Regions from separate parts of the Anas platyrhynchos genome. Here region 2 is linked to region 1. A link is a contact called in public Hi-C data. All regions are on one chromosome and are shown on one strand. The core of a region is the stretch at or near the end of the contact, and the rest is flanking DNA. Distances in the headings are between cores, read along the strand shown. Region 1 holds the start of TMEM254 (transmembrane protein 254). Region 2 holds the start of PPIF (peptidylprolyl isomerase F).

Region 1 (6,539 bases), core at 2,822-5,321:
TGCAAAGGAGCAACCTTTGGCTTCTTGCACAATAATGTGGATTAAACTTTGGAAGTGCCATGACTGAAGGGCTGAATTTCTGCTGAAATATCCACAGGGCCCTATGAAATATCATCATGTAGGTTTCTTCTTAAGGAAGAGGAGAGTTACTTTGGTAGAAGGGCATCGCATCACATAGCAGGAACCTAAGTTAGCTAATTACAGGTTATTTTCTGAAAAATGAGAATGAACAATGTCGAAGGAGATGTCTTTCACAGTCTTCTAGTAGTGCTTCTTGGCTGTAGGTTTGTAAGACACCAGAAGACCAAAAGAAGCGTATCCGAATAGAAGTGTCTGAACGAACCAATGAAACTGAACTGCTGGGTCAGTGATGCCTTTAGATCTGTAACATTAACAAAACCATAAAATGTATCAAAAAGCTTAATCTTGCAGGCTACATTTTAATACTTACTAAGGTCAGATATTGGTATGTCAGAATTGATTAGAACATTTGATCTTAGATTACTGTCACTACTGAGAGCTAATTTTTGAAAGACTACTAACTGAACACACTAGTACTTCAGATTGCAGTGGATTTTAAGCTGTCAAAGAACAAATGTTTTTATAGATATCATGCATAAAATTTCCTCAGTAATACACTATCTCCAATTTCTGTCTATGCTATGTGAAATGACTTGTTCTTTATGACAAGTTTACACACTTCAAAGAATCAAGTAAATAGACAAGCCTAATACTAATCTACCTTTGCTCTTTACACAAATCCATATATACCTTCTTGGTGACGATAGTCTGGGTACTAGCAGGACGAATTGGCCTGACAATTGTTTATGTATCACTACGCAATGCAGGATGGCAGATCACTGTTGCCCGAATTTGTGGCTAGAAAAAGGTACAGAAAGATCAAGAGATCTGACTTGTCATTTAAATAGCACCTGATTTTTTTTCTGTATGTTACACAAAGAGGTCTAGTGATGCTATAAAGAATGTCTGTAAGCTGACTTATACTCAAGTAAATGCATTAAGAGTTTGAAGCAACAGTCACACTATCTCAGTCTAGCAATATAGTCATGCTTCTTATCCCTTAAAAATTCGATCACAGTGACCATCTTGAAGACAACTGTCCTTCTCAACCAACAATGTGACGCTCTATCCCCACACCCTACCGTTGTTGAGAAATATTCCTGGATTTACAGAGAATAGAAGGATAAACATGATAGTTAACAGAACAACAGGTTTCACATTTCCAGTGAAGAATTGTTGAGCCTAAGTGTACACATTAATTTTAGAAGGGAGCTCCCTCTACTGATCTTTTCTAGAACAATTCAGTTGTTAATTGTGTCTACACAGACCAAATTAATGTGTATGAAGTATTGATTAACACAACATTTCTTACTATTCATTCTTAAGTTCTCTTACCAGCTGTGGAAAAACTGTTTATAATCCCATCTGCAGTGTTTTCAAATGAGTGCAGAAATTTAAAAACTAGGTCTTAATTGTACCTGCTTCTATAAGGCAAGCTTACTTGAAAAGATCATATGCAAAAATACAGGCCAGAAGCCAAATGGAAGTGCCACTACTGATTAACAAGTGTATACCTACCTGCTTTCTAGTTCTTCCTCATGCCTCCTTTGTGATGTTCGTAAGCAGACATCACCATGTTTTACATCAGTAAGAAGTATATAGTGTTTGTGACTAGCTAGTAATCCAAGTCAATGTGCAGGTAAACTCATGCTCTTTTTCTTATGGTCTTTAACACTGCTCTGCAAAAACTTCATTACTTAACTTGATTACAATAGACCCATTTGGTCTGGTCAATGGTAATGAAGCGTCCTCAGGTTTAAAATCACCTTAAGCCCATATATCTGAAATACATCTGTAGAATCAGAGTTGAAGTTTTGACATAAAGCTATAGAACTTAAATTTGGAGTTTGGTAAATAGTGATTAACAACTCCTATTTTGTTGAATGTTTTATGCCTTGAGAACCACCTCAGATAGCTTCAACAGAATAAAATCCCTCTGATTCCATGAGATGTTACCCGAGAAGCTTGTGACAAACAGGGCATTAATTAAATCAAGTAGAAAAACATCTAGTGTTCACAACGGCAAACTGACTTGCCAGCTACTATATAGAGACACAAAAATCAAAAAGAAATACTAGCATGAGAAGTAGCAACGGCATTCTTCTGAATTACTACAAACTTAAGGCAAATGAATACAAGGATGATGTGTGTGGACTGCATGCCGTCTCCAAACAATTTGTTCTCCTAATCTAAGACTTAGTTGGCATTACTTTTCGAGTCTGATTGGTGAATGTTTTCCTCCACTTGCATATATAATCAGATCTTGCGTAGTCCCAAACAGAAGCATCCAATTGTATTTTCACAATACAGATAGAATTTAAGCCTCTAATTAACAGTCTCAAAATTTTGTTAACATCTGACTGAATTTAGACATCTATTTATTTTTACCCACTGCTTTCTGAAGTGCTATGTTACCCAGGATCTGACGTAATAATGAAGAACAAGAAACTATATATTATACTATCATATAAAGAATGATTCTCAAAATAAATAAATACAAAGAACAGTGAGTTCAGAGGCAGGTAGACAAGCTTTGGCAGACTTTGCTGCTGCCAGTTCTCTAAGTTGCCACCCCCCCTTTTTGCTACCCAGTACAGCAGTAACCTCTTACGGAGTACAGCAAGCTATCACTGCAGCAAGAATTTTATCAGCATCCTCAGAAACAATATTGTTGCTTATCACCACCAAAATCAGTCTGTAAGTTATGTCACTTGTATCAGAAATCCTTTCCAGAGCATTTAAGGTGAGGGAGGAGACCAACTTACTGGCATAACTGAATACCATACAGGGCTTCTACTAGGTGAATCAGCCAGGATACATAGAACCTGATAAAAAAGAAAACATGTTTTATTTTGTTGAAAATTAGGTGGAAGACTAACATATCCAAAATGCATTATGCAAGGAATATCAAGCTGAACACAGAATTGACTCTACATTTTAAGCTAGAAAGTGATGTGTTTATTATCTTAGGAGGAAAAGTATTGTCTTAAAACTGCCTGAAGTCCACTGAGAAAGTTAACAGAACACATAATGTGGCAATCACACTTGATCAGTAGTTTTTTGTATAGAAGCTTTTTTAAAAAGCTATGCAGGATATGCAGTTCAGATCAGTTCAATATCTATGCCAAAGCAATGATGAAGGCTATCATCTACATGATGCAAGGTAAAATAAGTGAGACAGTCTGAGGATTCCCTTTACATGAGAGACCTGGCTACAGGAAGTGTATTCCAGCTCTTGTTGAATAAGGTAACAAAACGTGTTTTGTAACCCAGCAAAGCTAAGCACTACACAGTGGCTTCAGCAGACTATTTCTCACATGGACAGGATAAGTTAGTAACGTACCCAGGAGCCGTATCGTCCTCCTTTCCCTTTCCACTGTAACAACGCCGATGCCAGGCTGCAAGCCGAGCGTTTAAGCTTTCAGCCATGTCTTAGCCTCTCTGGTCTTCCACACGCCTAGCACCCCCCTCCCGAGCTGTAATGAGCTCGCAGGCAGACCTCTTTACATGCAATTAACAGCCGGGTCACAGCAAAGCTCCTTAGCACAGCCTAAACAGGGAAGTCAGGGACAACAAGCGAGGTGCGATAAATCAGAGTAACTTACGCGTAGCACACCCACGTGTGGTAGTGCTCTGCGATATAGCGAAGGAAGGTGCCAAACGGTCCCAAATAGCTATAAGGTATGGTTGAGGGTCCAAGCGTTACCCACTTGAAAAAAAGAAAAAAAAAAAAGGTTAGCTCGCTGAAACTGGCAGCAGCCTCCGTGCCCCCCTCGGCCCGCCCCGCTCCCTCGCCGCGGCGCCCGCCTTACGCCCAGCAGGATCATGCCGAAGGCGATGGCGATCATCCAGAGCAGCCGGGAGCGCTGGAAGTGGCAGCTGCCATCCTGCAGCCGCTCCGCGCCCGTCCCCGCCGCCATCCCGTCGCCCTGTTCCCGGCCGTGGGCCGCCGCCGCCGCTAAGGCGCTGCTCGGGGGGGGCGGCACCGGGCGGGCGGGGCCAACACCGCGCCCGGCCCCCCGCACGTAATGGCGGCCGGGGCGCGCCTCAGCCCGGGCCCGAGCAGCGAGCGCCTCCCGGCGGCGATCCCCGGGGCAGCGGCTGAGGGCGGCCGCTGCTCCTCCCTGAAAGGCTCGGCCCTTCTGAGGGCGTTTGGTTACCGAGGTGTCCAAGCACAGAGATCCCGCGGCCCCCTGTCCCCTGTCAGTCCTTCTCGCCGTTTCTTAGGTGCTGTTGGGCTGGCGGCTGGCACTGGGGAAGTCTTTTCTCAGAGTCTAGCTGTAAAGCTTGATCATGTTTCGGCAAAGTGCCTGGATCTGTGCCTTAATGCCTAGGCTCCTTTGTGGTTTCGACACCAGAAGATGTCAGTAATTACATTTATTCACAAGTATAATCTGAATTGGAAACTACAGTTGCCAAACAGTACTGTGTGAAGTATCGAAAAATGCTGGGCTAATTTACTTCGTCGAGTTATAGGAAATAAAACTATTTCTTCACGCTTTACTTCCCGAGCCTTCACTTGCAAGAATTCTACAGTTTTGGTGTTCATTCTTCTGGTCAGTGTCACAAAGTGACTGAATTAAGGCCTGGCAGCTCCCCACAGCACACTACACACCAAAATGTCACCAAGTCCTAGCACCGGCGGACAGCTCAGTCAGCTCTGGCCAGGCCATGTTTAGATTTATATAGTTTGAAATACATATCTCTGTGTGACAGGATTCAAACAACTTCATGTTCTTTCTAAGGCCTTTCCTGTGCTGGGGGACGTAGGGATGTTGGTGTCTGACAATCAGCATGGATGCCATCACAGTGACAGGGCTCCATCGGCATTTGAGGATGAGCTCATCTGGCTTTACCCTGCTCCAGGCTACACAGATTGTGCATTGAGCCTATTTTTGTACTAGACAAAGCCACAGAAAACTGAAGAAAAGCATAATCCTAAAAAAAACAAGTTAGAAAGATATTTGCATGGAAACATGTTTCTTTCACTTGCCACACTTGATTTAGATACAGACTCAGGCTGGTAATTAAAGCCACAAGTATTCTTGAAGAATCTAAGACCACAACAGATGTTCGCTATGAGATCAACAGGTATGGCAATTAACACTGCCCTAACATGAAAATGGTGGCTGTATGATCCTCCCGGAGATCTCAAAGACAAATATGCTAGTTTAAAAGAAAGAAAGAAAATAAAAATAAATAAAAAAAAATAAAAAAGGAAGAAAAAGGTTAATAAAAGGCTTTTTCGCTGAAAGTGTGTCTGTAGGGTCCTGAGGTCTCCACCGTGACTATGTATGTAAACTGAGACAGGTTAGTCAAGCTGAAAACAATAAAATGGACCACTGCATTGTAATCCCTGAAACATACCTGTCTCATTCCATACATTGTTTATAGCACTATATCACTCTAGTAGATTTTCATATAATAAAGTTCTTGTTGTACCTAATACTGTAGAAAACTCATTCCCCCTTCAGTTTAGAAACATTTGCTATCTCTAACTTAGAGATATTGACTTATCTCACTTTCATCGGGAAGTACAAAGGGTATTTGCCAGGTAGTCTGCCTCTTTTGTTTTGTGTTCTTGGTAGATGCCGGAGACTAGATAGAGACATGTTAGCTCTTCTGTGGCTTTTAAATTTCTTAAAAAAAAAAAAAAAGAGAGAGAGAGAGAAAAAAAAGGTGGTGGTGGTTACTCTAATCCAGACTAACCTTTATTGCGTGAGTCATCCTACTGGAGTCAGTGATGTGACTGTGTAAACAGCAACTTTTTGGATAAAGAATGATTAAGGGATTGGAATCTTTTTAGGAAATTACTTGGGAACGAACTGCAGTCAACTTTAAACTGGATTTGTGGCTGGTTTAAAAGAGATGAGATACAGCCAGTGAAAGTTACTTAAGGAAATGGAATTATCAATAAAATATTTTTAAATCAGAGTTAAATGACACAATGCTGTAAAGAACTGACTGCTAGAAATGTCTGATTGCTAATTTAACTAGTTAACATACACCTTCACTCCTCTGTTATTTTTAATTTTAAATGGAAAATTAATTAAATTTAAGTTGAAAAATATTTCATTTTCTCTTTGAGATTTGAAATTGGATAAGCTAAGGAAGTATATGGTCTTTAAAGCCTTACAGTTTTCAGCTAATGGTCAAGACTTTTGGCAGATTCATATACTTCAAGGAATGATGAGAAGTGCATAAGAGGAAGCAGTGGGGTACAATAATTCTGACTTGGAAGTAAATAAACCTTCACACATCTCTTTGATCTATCGCTTTCATAGGTAAATGGATTCCATGGGTGCTTGATAAAACTAGTTCTCTTCTATCATGTTGTGAATATAATTGGGAGCATAATGTAAGTCTTGGAAATTGCCAGCTATAAAGGCCCCAGCTACACCTTTAGTCTTTGCAAAAATTAATAACTAAGTATTACCTTTAAGCTATAAAGGTAGTAA
Region 2 (7,380 bases), core at 254-2,753, 270 kb before region 1:
TGCAGCTATTTTACTCCAGTTCTGGAACTCATTTTATGGGGGTGATGCACAACTGTTGAATAGAAGATACATGGTAGGATAGGATGGCTTGCTGTTAGAACGATGTGTTTTTTCTTTTTGTGTACTTTTTCGTCTGTCAAGGACCTTTAAGCCCACAGAGTCTACCTGTTGGTGTAGAGTATTTTTGGGGTTGTAGTCAAAACAAAAAAAAAACACAAACCCTCCCCTAAGTCCCAGTACTTAAATCTAAGAAGACAAATAAACATTTCAAGCTTTTGTCTGTCCCTGTTTTCCACTTGTGAATCTCAAGGATAGGTGTTTTCCTTTAATCTAGTATATGTTTCAGATATCTAATATGTTTTCTAAAGCTTTTAGTGCTTCTGTTGTTCTCTGGATTCTCTCCTAAAGTGCGTGCTAATGGACACATTGAGAGATTTAGAAAAATTGCTAATAATCTCCCTTGTCCTACCTATCACTTCAGAGAAGTTTGCTGTTTTCTAATGTTATATGCTGTGCTGGCTATAAATACCAACTGGAATTTCTCATAACCAAATCAGGTGATTCTCATAGGCACCTGCTTCATAGATGATAATACTTTATTTAGGATAGTTTGAACAAGAGCCAACTGTGAAGAATTTAAGAAGGATTTAATGAAATTAAGCAACTGGGCAATGAAGTATCAGATAGAAATCAATGCAAATGAAGTAATGCAAAAACAGTCCTAACTTTCCATAGAAGTTCACTGTTCACTGTTTCAACTTAGCAAGATTTGAGAGTTATGGTAAAAAGGTCCATAAAAATGTTCCAGGCCAGCCAGAAAGCGAACCTGTAGAAGGAGCTATTAGTAAAGGAATAGAAAACAGAACTGAAAACACTGTTATGGTGCTATATGTACAAATTCATTGTTTACCCCTCTTTTGGATACTGTGCAAAGATTCCCTCATCTCTAAAAGGATATCATAAAACTGGAAACACCTTGGAGAAGGGCATTAAAGGTGAGGCATTAGAGGCACGGAACAGCTTTCTTATAAGTAGTGATCAAGTTGGCTGCAACTTTGGTTTGGAAAAGACATGACCGGGAGGTGCAAAGATGCAGGTCTAAAAATCATGCTGAGCACGACACAGGTGGGTAAGACTCAACTCGCTTCCTCCAGCACAAGAAGTAGGGCGCGTTACATAAAGCTGATGGAGCAATCTTTGGAGCAGATTCTTGATGCAATGGGGAGCAGGTTTGGGAAGGGCAGCTTCCAAATCATTGCCAAGAGAGCTGATACTGATGCTCAGGGTTAAGAGAGGTTCAATGAGCTGGAAGCTGTTGAATCGCCATCTCCAAGCTCTTGGGATCCTGCCCTGACCTCTGTGCTCGGGGCAGGGCTGGGGACCGGGACTGGCGGGGGCCGGAGGCTGGAGGCTGGCCGCCCCGGTTGCGGCGCGGTGCTGGTGCCGCCAGGCGGCTCTGTGTGCGGCGGGCGGGATGCCGGCAGCGCCCGCCCCGTGAGGGCGATAAAAGGCGGCGCCGCGCGGCCCCGCCGTGTCTGCGCGCCCCGGGCCCATGCAGGCGCTGAGCGCCGCCCGCCGCCTCCTGCCCCGCACCCGGCCCGGGCTCGCCCGCGGCTGCGGCTCGGGGCCCGGCGCCCCGCGGAACCCGCTGGTCTACCTGGACGTGGGCGCCGACGAGCAGCCGCTGGGCCGCGTGGTGCTGGAGGTGCGGGGGGACGGGGCGGGACGGGACGGAGTGTCCGGCAGGGCCGCGCCGCCAAGGGCAGGCGGGAGGGCAGCGGTGGGGGCTGCCGGGGGTCGGTGCAGGGCTGCGGGGCGGTGTCCGTGCCCCTTTCTCCTTGGCCTCCCGGTGTGGTGCCGCGTGGCTCCGTGCTGGGCACGGCTCGGCCCCTGCGGCTGTTCAATTGCACCAACTCACCGCACGCGAGTTGTTCAGTGCATGTATGTGTGGAAAACCTGACTAATTCTTCCTTTTCTATTTCTTCAACAGCTGAAAGCTGATGTGGTCCCAAAGACAGCAGGTAGGGCATCACCTTGAGAATTTCATACTTAAAATGGCAGGAAGAAGAACATTCCCATAACTTAGGGAAACTATTTCCATCTTCCTTCCCCATTTGTGAAATCAAGAAATATGTTCTGAACTTCGTCAGAGCGGTGCTAGGGCTTTAGTTTGTTGTTTCAAATAGTTTTATTTTGTAACTTCTATGAACTTGTGTACAGGCTGATGTTGGGTTACCAGTGGTGAATAACTATGCTTGAAAATGAGTTGCCTTTTATTAAAACCAAACCACAAAACAAACTGGAAAGGGAAACCCACAAAGGGTTCCTCTGGTAGGGTATTATGACAGCATACAGGGTTTTATTTTCCTTGTCACTAGTTAACTAGTGCACCCAGGTTATAAAGTTCTCGTACTTTTCCATATGCTTCTTTCCTTATTGCTTATTTAGTGGTTCTGAAAAACTTGTAGCTTTCTTTCAGTTCTCATTAGATGAACAAAGTAAGGAGAAGCATCATCTCCACAGTTAAACTCGAGAACAAAGGCACAACATGCAGAAAATGTGATCTTTGACTCCGGAGTGATGGGACTCAGGGGTGTAAAGGTGTAACAGCAAAATCCAAGGGCAGTGCGAGGGAGGATTCTGTTTGTACCCTGGTTTGCTTTATTTCTGTGGTTTTGTAGCAGTGTTTCTTTGAGGATGAAAACAACCAACTGATAATACCTTAAAGATATAATAGACTTCTTGAAGTATATAATCTTGGGACCTAGTGACGTTAATTGTGTTTGACTTCATTACGTGTCGTGTATGGGAACATACCGTCCTATGCTTTGTTTCCGCAGAAAACTTTAGAGCTCTCTGTACTGGTGAAAAAGGATTTGGTTATAAAGGATCCACTTTTCACAGAGTGATTCCTTCGTTTATGTGCCAGGTAATGTTGTTCTTTGTTTTTGCTTTCACTGTTAAAATTATCTGTATGTTATTCAAGTATTTTTAGAACCCTTTAGACTAGTGGTAACATTTCAAGTGGCTGCCTTTGCCAGCTGCAGAATGAACAAGTGACAGTGGGGCATGTCTTCTTGCTCTTTTGGCTCTGGCTGTTGCTCAGCCTATCTTTGGTACTCATAAATGTGAATTCTGTATAGGCTGTCTTAAAAAATGGCTTAAAGCAAAGCTTTTATCACAGCATACTGGAGTGGGGTATATTTGATGAATAGCACACACTTGTGAGTAGAATTAGAAGAGACCTTATATGCTGAGTAAGCTAAGAAAACAGTGTGTCCATTCTTAGTAGCATAATTTGTTCACAGTAAATAATGTGTTTCATTGGGGAAAAAACAACTTTTTTTTTTATCCTCAACGCCCTTCTGATTTGGAGGGGAGGAAGGAGCAAAAACAATTGGTTAGGATAAACTTTTGGGATGGCACACACAAAGAAGATTTTCCTTTTATTTAAAGGATGTTGTTATGCGTTTTTTTTCGGCCTTCTTGAAAGTCTTTTTTTCTATTGCACTTTGCAGGTGAACAGGTTTCTGCTGCTGTAGTGCACTGAATCGTTTAATTCCTAGTGGTCCTCTCTTCCTTAGTTGAGGTCCTCTGTTCTCTACATTTGAACAGCATTGGATTGTAGTATGTCTTTGAAAACATTTTGAGATAAAGGTCATAACAAGTGGGCTTGCTTTATTAACTGGTGACTGTGGTGGTCTCTCATCCTCTTTAAGTTAAAAATACAGTTGTCTCAACAAGAGGCCCTCATATGACCTATTTCTACTAAGAGGCAGGGTACACGTGTGCTGTAAAGGAACTAATTTCTTGCCTTTGAAATGAAAACTCCATTTTTCTGGTGCTGACAAAAGGATGCAATTTAGAGGTCTTGCTGGGATCAGAAGTATATTTATATAAGAGAAGTTCTACTAAGTTGTACCACTAGTTTGAGAAGTTCTGTTTAATCAGGTCCTCCTAGCCTCTTCCCTCCTTTGTCTCCACAAATGGACCTGAAATGAGGATACTAGGATACTCTCATGCAGTGAGATGATGGATTTATGTTCAGGAATTACTCAGTAGTCATTACCGAAGTGAAACACTGTCACAGGTTTCCACATACTGTTAAGCAAGATGAAACAAGCCAGAGGCCCTTCCACTTGTTGAGATGGAGCGTTAATATGATTCAGGTGGTTGGTATGCCTAATTGGAGTTCATCATATCCAGATGATGGCTTGGACTTGGTAATTAAGATGCCTCCATGTGGCACCCAGCATGCAAAGCATGCTTGTGGGATTGCATAGGTGTTGCTGTAACATAGCCCATAAAGGATTGCTTAGGGTGCAAATGGAAAGATGAGTACCACGTGAGTGAGTTGTGGTGTGCCAGCCCGGGTAGCATAATTTCTGGGAGAGGAGACAGCAGCTTGCTGGGAGCAGTGTTTAGTAGCTGCCTTGGGGAGTCGCTGTGGTGTGGGGTTTGTTTGTTAGGTTTTGTGCCTAACCTGAAAGATGTCTATGCCAGCAAGCGGTGTGGCAGAGGGCAGTGTAGAACACCTTGGATGTAGCACAGGGTAGAGATGCAGATGAGGATCTACTGCAGAAGATTGTTTTGCTTTAAAAAAAAAAAAAAAAAAGGTACTGCATAAGGGCCTGATTTTTGTGACTTGTTTTCAAGAGGAATGGCCTCTTCAGTTACATCTTTAAATAAAAACAAAGTTCAAAGTTCAGGATTACAACTCCCAGAGATTCCAAATGTCTCTCGCTTACCTGTCAGCTCACCTCTGAGTTTGAGTGGGGCTATCCAAATCTGGAAAGCAAAGTCATGCTGCTGCACTGAAAGGTGAAAGGTACTTGTGTCTGTCCACTTAGAATAAGGGGAGCCTACGTGGCTGCGCAGTGCTGCATTCCCAGTTTGCAGCACTTCAGCAAGAAAAGCTGGAAGCAGCAAACAGTGATGTTGGAGACCCTGACCAGTGTTTATCCCTCTTGGGAGAAAGAAGGGGGGGGAGGAAGGGGGTGAATGTGGGATTTTTCCTGGCTTGCCTGAGTTAATATATTTGGGTGTATTTGCTCTGAGGCATTTGAAGTGTTTCTTAAAATCACTGCTGAATTGCTGCATCACATTTGGGAACAAGACTTGTAATAGAGAGAAGTGGTTGTACAAGGTAGAGACATCAACTGGAGAATATCAGCAATATCTGGAGCAGAAATTTGCTTTTAGCTTTTTTATTTTCATCTAGTTACATGATTTTAAATCCTCCTGTGACCATACTCATTTTTAACCTGAGATTTGAGAAAATTTGCTCATTTTATTACTTTTAAATGAGAGTAGGCAAGTACAGTTCTGATAGCATTGTTTCTGGTATAAAATAATGCTTTGTGTGCTAGTAAAGTTAAACCCAATACCCATTTTTATTTCAGGGTGGTGACTTCACAAATCATAATGGAACTGGTGGAAAATCCATTTATGGAAGTAGATTTCAAGACGAAAATTTCATACTTAAGCATGTAGGACCTGGTAAGTGAATTGATTCTTTCTGCCTTCTGATGACTGTAACCAGTAATGACGCATTGTTTATGAAGATATATTTTTTATAAATTCTTTAGATATGTGGAGCATGTGGTAGGTACAGAAATGTTACTGAAGTTTAACACTGCATTGTCCCTGGCATGTGTTTATTTATAGACTGTAGTACAAATATGTCAGCCCATAACAGATGATGTTGTTCCTTACATAAAAGGGACTATGCAAAATCAAGATCCGTTTTTTTTGTTGGTTTTTTTTGTGTGTGTGTGTTTTACTTAGAAACTCTACCAAGGTCAAATTACTACTTTGATTTCCTTTTTTTCTAAGTCAGAGTTGAACTTATACTTGAATGGTCATTGCAGAAGTGAAATAAAGCATTCTGGGGTTTATCTACTATCTAACACAACCACATCCTTATAAGATTAAATGAAATCTAGTAAAAATAAAGGGAAACCCATGCATACACATCTGATTAAATCCCAAGTTTCTTTTCGGGGGATTGTTACTTCCTCATAGTAAAGAAACTGCTGCTGCTGTTGAAACACAGTAGAGGTTACCTGGTATTAATTACATACAGGACATGTACAAATAATTGTTACCAGAGTTCTTGCTGTCACCAAGAGAGGCTGTGCTGGAGGGAATAGTTCAAGGCAAGAAGTCAGCATTAGCAGTCATTTGGAGATCGCGTGACCTTCACATGATCTTCTGTCTGTCTATCATTAATCTAAATATGTGGAAGGAAACTGTCTTCTCTACGGCATGCTGTTTATACCGATCTAATAACCTGCTGCTGTTCCAGGTGTTCTTTCGATGGCCAATGCAGGACCTAATACAAATGGATCTCAGTTCTTCATTTGCACTGCAAAAACAGACTGGTACGTTCGTAGCCTTGCATATCAACCTAATGAACTGATGCCTAGAACCAGAAGGTTTTTAGTTTTCTTAGTTTGTGATTTTTAATTTGCACATTACCTGACGGTAACGGAAAACAGACGGCTTTGTGCCACTCGAGGGAGGAAGGGCTGTGAGGGTAACAAGTAGCTTTACGTGCAGTTGATACTACTCCAGACACAGGTAAGACCCTATAAACTGTCTGAATTTCTCTCCCTTCTGTAGTTATGTTAGTGCACCTCTCTTTTCTTCAGTCTGTTTCAGTACTTTGTGCACTGATGTCCAGTTTTCTGTGGTCCAAGCATAAAACGGAACTCTGAATTTAATGGTCAGGTACAGAAATAAAAAAAAAATAAAATAAAATAAAAAAAAAATACACACCGAACTGAAGGACAGGACTTCATGGCAACTAGTTAAGCCTGTTTCACTTGAACAAATGCAGTATTTGTGCTGGTGACTGAGGGTGTGTTAACCTGGAGCAGTGTTCGAGGGGCTTTAGTAGCATGTCTGCAGTGTGTGTGGCACACAGACTGGCCTAACTCACCTTGCTTCTTGCCCCATCATAGTTGCAGGTAGAGTAATTTTCTTTCTGCGCTGTGGTGTAAACCAAAAAGCTGTAAGGAATGGGTCTCAACAAAACAGGGCCTGTATCCCTCATAACACATACAAGGTCTAGAGCTAAAAGTTTTTCTTGCCACTGCAAGTGCAGTTGTCCCTTTCCCATAATCAGAGTTGATCAGCAGGTAACAGCTATGATGATCTGTTTACATCCCTTTGCTGCACTTGATTTGGTCCAGTCTTTGTTGTTTTATGTAAATCTGCCTTTGTTATTTCTGTTACAGGCTGGATGGAAAACATGTCGTGTTTGGGCATGTCAAGGAAGGAATGGATGTTGTGAAAAAAATCGAGAGCTTTGGTTCCAAGAGTGGAAAGACGTCCAAGAAGATTGTTATTACTGACTGTGGCCAGCTGTCATAACCT

The links. A called contact is a pair of places that touch in the nucleus more often than the background predicts.
Region 2: a Hi-C map of skeletal muscle shows a contact between it and region 1, with 2.7 times the contacts expected there. The contact joins the promoter of PPIF here to the promoter of TMEM254 in region 1. A contact is called at or near these places in 3 of 8 Hi-C or Micro-C datasets (liver, skeletal muscle and subcutaneous adipose tissue).

The regions. Positions count from the first base shown.
Region 1 is chr6:15,562,737-15,569,275 of IASCAAS_PekinDuck_T2T, reverse strand. It overlaps TMEM254 (transmembrane protein 254), which reads right to left and starts at 4,071. Exons shown (of 4, transcript XM_005015748.5): 1 at 3,894-4,071; 2 at 3,687-3,790; 3 at 2,847-2,906; 4 at 1-382. The coding sequence starts at 4,001. The coding sequence ends at 262. All of the region lies in intron 1 of LOC113843944, which reads left to right.
Region 2 is chr6:15,832,721-15,840,100 of IASCAAS_PekinDuck_T2T, reverse strand. PPIF (peptidylprolyl isomerase F) reads left to right here and starts at 1,503. Exons shown (of 6, transcript XM_027460206.3): 1 at 1,503-1,705; 2 at 1,991-2,021; 3 at 2,841-2,929; 4 at 5,403-5,499; 5 at 6,308-6,383; 6 at 7,242-7,380. The coding sequence starts at 1,553. The coding sequence ends at 7,377.